Linked DNA regions of Cricetulus griseus: region 1 is linked to region 2. Evidence: chromatin contacts called from public Hi-C data. All regions are on one chromosome and are shown on one strand. Each heading gives the region's core, a stretch centred on a gene start, on an enhancer-like site or on the middle of the called end of the contact. The rest is flanking DNA. Distances are from core to core; before and after follow the strand shown. Region 1 overlaps Tprg1 (tumor protein p63-regulated gene 1 protein). Region 2 has its middle 130 kb from the start of Tp63.

Region 1 (2,811 bases), core at 164-2,663, 140 kb after region 2:
GAAGCATTCTACTGTGCACAAATAGATGGACTACATCAGGACAGGTGTCCTGGAAGGGACTTTCCACCTCAGCCTCCAGAGAGGCTGCACAGTGTCTCTAGAATGGGACTCTATACAACATGGGCCAGTTGGTCATAGGTCCAGGTCTTCCAGACCCTGTGAGATAATTCATAAGCCAGTGCCCAGCAGCATATTCTCGATGAGTGTGAAACTAGTTTTGTAAGAAAACAATAAAGTTTAAGAAAAAGCAAGACCTGTGAAAGGGAGCAAAAGGATTTGGAGAAAGGGAGGAATGGGCAGGTCATTTTATCTAGTTTAGAAGAAATATTGGCCCAAAGTTAGGAGACCTGGACAGAACTGCTTCTACACACATCCTTGTAGCACCTGGCTTTGTTCAATCCCACTGGCCATGCTATACAGTCACAGGAGGGGCTGGCTCCAAACACCTTGTTTTCATTATAGCCTGAAAATGGCTGTGGATAAATGTGAAGTGTTAGCCACTCTACCCTGTTCTTTACAGATCTTACCCAAGTTTCAGGTTTGAATACTGGCTTTACTTGCCCACTCTGTGACCTAAACAAGTAATGTAGTCACTGCCTGTCTGACTTTGTCTCCTTTTTAAAAATGAGAGAGTAAGCTACCTTGTGAGAGTTACAGTGAAGATTAAACAAACCCTGAGGTAATGATATCTGGCCACCCTTGGTGTTCATAATGTCATTAATTGAGTGGCAGGCATAGGCACTGTGACCGCTCCTCACCTGCAGCCTTCTCTCTTGGCTCTCAGGAGCCCACCCATCCCATCCTTTGTTGTTTATAAGAGAACTGTTGCAAACGTCTGCTTTGTAGTAAGGAAATGCTAAATGTACTCAGCTACTCCCCACTAAAACAGTCATTAAAAAGTAAAGCACTTTAATTTCACAGCATCAAACATTCCCAATAAATCATATTGTAGAAAAGTCTTGTCTTATTCATTAATTTCTATTACTGATAAGAAATGATACCTTGGCTTTTTGAAAGAAAATAACTGAATAGAACCCGAGAGCCATGTGGGAGGCATTTCAAACTTAAACTCTAGCAAAGCTGAAAGCCATCAAATGGGTCTGGAAATTGTTACCCGCCACTCACTTTCAGGACATTTCTTGCATTAAAGAAAAACTGGCACAAACACAAGGCACGAGTGTTTTATTTAAAAAAAAAAGAGGGGGGGACTTGTAGCTACAGTATCACCAATCTTTAATAATTAATATATAAAATTTCTGGTAGTTTAAATGATGGGCTAGGTCATGAAGACCCAGTACACAAATTTGCCATGCGAGTGGGTTGATTTAAAGTTTCCTTTTCAGATATGCACAGTTTACTCTGTAATAACAATAAAAGAGAACCACAAATTCCACACATACAGCATCACCCCTTCTGAGCCAGCCCCAGCATGCCAGACTCCAGAGCACTTAAACCCACACACCAAGAGTTTAACTTGAGTTTGGCTGGGGGACTTGGACAAGACTTTCACTATTCAGAGACAGAAAATATTAATTATCAGCAAGTCTGTCATTATCGTCCCATCCCCCTCGCTGCAAACCCTCATCTTACCTATCTGTTCCTTCCCCCTCCAGCCAACAAAAACGAAAAGCAGTGATTTGCTGAGTAGATTGTGGTTTTACTCAAAAAGAAAAAGGGACCAGCTGTGTGTGCCTGCTCGGAGGAATCAAAACAAGGAGGAGGGGAAAGTGGGTCTCGGAGTGCTTCAGGCAACCTGTAGAGAGGCCAGAAAACATCATTTCATTAAAGCCAGCTACCAATGACAGAAATAGAGGAGGACGGACAGGAAATGAAGAATTGAGAGAGGAAGGAGAGAAAACTAGAGGAGGAGAGGAAGAAGGAGGGAGGGACACAGGGAGAGAAAAGCTAAGGAGAGAGAAGATCTGAGAGAAAAAGAGGAGATGGAAAAGAACGAGAAAAACAAAACGTGTAAGACCTGGCCCATGGCACCCTCTCCCCCACTCTCTCTGACTCCTTAGCTGCATGTCCAGGCAGATACAGTGTTTGAAGAGAGTATGGAAGCAGAAGCCAACAATGGCCTAGCTTGCTGAAAGAACCGACAAACGCCCACAAGATATGACTTCACGAGCCCCTGGATGACCCACCACCCAAAATAACACAGTGCATCCACTGGCTGAGACAGAAAATTCCATACTTCCTGCTTCATGTTTTTGGACAGGGATGTGATGTCTGTTGACATCCCTTGTGTGAGAGGACTCAGCCAGCCTGCGTTTGAACCCACTTTAAAAAGCGTAGGTGTCTTTCCTGGGTAATAGTTTGGACCTGGGAAGAAAGGAGAAACAATGAAACTAGCAGATATCTAATCTGGAAAATGGGTCAAACTAGGAAAAAACAGTTATTGAGAACAAAACATAGTTGTCTAGGAAGCAAAGAGCCCTGAAAACCATGCCGGGGAGGGTTTGGCTTGCATTCAGAAACACAGAATGGTGAAAAATACTAATTACCTTTTGATTTTATATTTGTAAAATTATACCATATAATTAAGATATCAAAAATCACAATGTGTCTGTCAGTCTGTCTCTTGCATTCTCTCTCTCCGTCTTACACACACACACACACACACACACACACACACACACACACACACACACACACACACACAGAACTCACACGAACACAGCTCATGAGCTTGTTGGCCCAACAGCTCCAACAGCTAAGTGTTCATTTATATTTGGCTCTCTCTTCCGGCTTTGCTATCTCTACATGCTACCCATGTTTATTGTCACGATAACACGACAGATGAAGCTTTAC
Region 2 (2,874 bases), core at 176-2,675:
TGGTATCTTTTCAATGTATCTGTTCAAATTTAGAACATGATATAATAGCATTATATCCAGGATCAGTATAAAGCAAGTGAAACTGAGTAAAAAGATTTAATATTTGAACTTACAATGCAAAAATAAAAGAAAGAGAAAAGTGAGAATACTATATTTCCACCCCTCTAACCACCCACAGAAATATAAGTTTGGAAGGGCAACGGACTGGCCCAGGTTTCTAGAAAAAGGAAATCACAGTTCTATTTTTCTCTTAGAGTCAGGGTCTCCAAAATCAGATTCAGGTTTTCTAAGATGAAGGGTTTTATCCTTTGCAAATCAGGTAAGAAGACCCATGAAGTTTACCAGTGAGAAGCAAGGAGTCCTGCCAAAATTCCAACCAGCTCTGCACAGTTTCTGGGCATCCGCCGAGGGCCAGGGCCTATGCCAAGTGTTCTGGGGCATAGAGTTGAGTAAGTCATGGTCATTGCGCTCACATTCAGTGCTGAAAGCAGGGCCACGCACAAGCAACCGGATTCCAAGGCCGGCTGCGATAAGTGTTATCTTAGATCCGTGGAGGAGACAGGTCACACGACTGGAATAGCATGAAGTCAGGCCTGAGGCTGAGGGCATGCTGTTATTTAGGAACCCTATCAGGTTCATCTCACCACTTGGCAATGACCCCCAAGCCCTGCAGTTTCTTGTCCTGGGTGTGCTGGCTCAGGGCGCTTCTACCCTAAGGCTACTTTTTGGATTTTGAGGGTGTCTAATGACAGCTGAGGAAAAAGCCTTGTTCCACTTTCTTTTTAAAGTACTGTTTTCTAAGCTCACTGGGACTATGAAGGAATGGCCCACTTAGAGGTACCTATCTCTCCTCTCTCCTAGCATGTCACTAGAGGGGCCAAAACCTGGAAACCCATCTTTTTAACCGCACAGAAACTGAATGAAGCCCCAAATATGTACTTAAACCCATTGTTTTTGCCCTAGCTGTTTGTGTGCCTTTTTCTTATCAGGACTGAACAGTGCCAGCAGACAGGGACCCTGTGACCTACCACTTGATCTCCTAGAACACCTCCCCAAAGTTTCTGCAAGTGAAACTTCACTGGAACTGAACTCAGCCTTGTTGCCACTCCTTTAGCTCTCGCCGGCTTCCAAGGGGCTGCCGAGTTTTCCAAAGGGCATTTGAGCCTGAATTTAAAACTGAAAGGGGGCCATCTCTATGCTGACTCTCTGAACTCCCTGCAACCTTAAGCACAATAACGATCTCTGTACTTATAGCTTATAAATGATTGTTTCTACAGAACAAAAAGATAAACCCATGCTTGCCATGTCACAGTTCCACGATGAAGATCTATTTGAACAGAAGGCAAACTGAAGCTGAGCAGCGCTCCACCCCAGACTTGTTCTGAGGCAGTACTGACCTCTATGGCTGACTACGATATGAGTCAGATAGATGCCTGCGGTGAAACTGAGACGCAAATGAACTACTGTGGCTTTGCAACGGGTAGCTCTCTGATGTGAAGAGATCCAAGGGAGCCACAGGTTTGGGCTTCTACTCGTGGTTTCCAAACCAAGCAGAGTTGAAGGAAAGTATTCACGGAAGGTTTCCCACTCTTTGCTCTTCACTCTTCATTGCAGGCTGCTCTTGTTCAGTGGCTTGTTTGCCCAGTCACCTCATAACAGAGACAGTGGATCGTCAACCCAGGAAGAAAAATTGAGCTGAAGATTCAGCTCATCTCTCACTTATCTAGTTGACTCTCACTTATCCATAGTGTCCATGAAGTTCAATGTGATCCACAGCCTCTTTGGCATTCTAGCCCTGGCAACAGGTGCCTTTATAATTTGACCCCACAAATGGTTTTCTTTCATGTCTTCTGCAGCTAATCAATAGTCAAGTCCAAGAGACTTTCTGCTTGCACGATAGATTTAACACTATAAAATTTAGATCTCACCATCATTTACTTGGACAATTATTGTAACATTTCTTTTCCCATGGGGTTCAGAAGAGACAGGGTCTCATGAAGCTCAGGTTGACCTTGAGCTCACTGTACAGCTAAGGTTGACCTCCACTTCCAGGTGCTCCTGCCTTTACCTCTTAAACTCTGAAACTAAAAGTGTGTTCCACCGTAGCTGGCATGTTTTATTGTGTGCCTCCTGAGCTGCATCATAGGCTCATATTCCTTTCTATCCATGTCACACCTCTGTTCATACCCACTGAAGGGACTCCTGCTAGCCCTCACCCATGCCTTTTTCTAAACACTGGTGCCCAAGGCGTTCTGCAATGCCACGTCTTCAACCAAATCCCACATCTTCAACCAAATCCCACATCTTCAACTATTGTAGGTGTATTGTTTTTCCAGCTGTGTGAACTGTGTGTTATTATCCAAACCTGTCCCCACATATACACATGCCCTTGAACCATTGCTCACTCAGTACAACTCTCCTAATTTTCCATGTTTCATTAAAACTTCACTCCATTTTCCAAAATACAACCTAAATAAGAGCTCCCCCATTACCCATTGATTAGATGAGATAGCTGTCATTTTCTGATCACCACGGGCTGTTGTATTTTCTTCCTGGGGGAAAGGCATTGATTGAATGTCAACTAATTTCATCAGGTATATAGTTAGGGTAGACTCTCAGTAATGAGGGCCTTATTTTTCTCATGGGCTTGGTCATTGGTGGATGAGAGGGAACTAGGCTAGACCAGAAGAAAACGGGGAACAGTGGTCAGTCAAGTTGAGAGAAAATAGGTAGATCAGTGGCCAAACAGCTCTGTCAAGCACATTCTGGGCATTCGTGTGTCAAAGCCACTGCTGGTATTACATTTCTCATCCTAGCTCACCTGTCAATATGCATCACAGGGGAGTTCAACAACAGAAAAATACCTCAATAGCA

Evidence for each region. Hi-C and Micro-C count contacts between places; a contact is called where the count stands out from the background.
Region 1: a contact with region 2 is called in a Hi-C map of the CHO-K1 cell line, with 2.8 times the contacts expected there. The contact joins two enhancer-like sites. A contact is called at or near these places in 3 of 8 Hi-C or Micro-C datasets (the CHK-Q cell line and the CHO-K1 cell line).

What each region holds. Positions count from the first base shown.
Region 1 is chr4:63,588,133-63,590,943 of CriGri-PICRH-1.0, forward strand. All of the region lies in intron 3 of Tprg1 (tumor protein p63-regulated gene 1 protein), which reads right to left. Among named protein-coding and RNA genes, the nearest start is that of Tprg1, 69 kb to the right of the region's middle. Within about 2 kb of position 1,414, at least 1 of the 6 cell types and tissues checked has open chromatin away from gene starts, as enhancers often do. A contact at or near this core is called in the CHO-K1 cell line, where this site is marked.
Region 2 is chr4:63,446,581-63,449,454 of CriGri-PICRH-1.0, forward strand. No RefSeq gene overlaps it. Among named protein-coding and RNA genes, the nearest start is that of Tp63, 130 kb to the left of the region's middle. Within about 2 kb of position 1,426, at least 2 of the 6 cell types and tissues checked have open chromatin away from gene starts, as enhancers often do. A contact at or near this core is called in the CHO-K1 cell line, where this site is marked.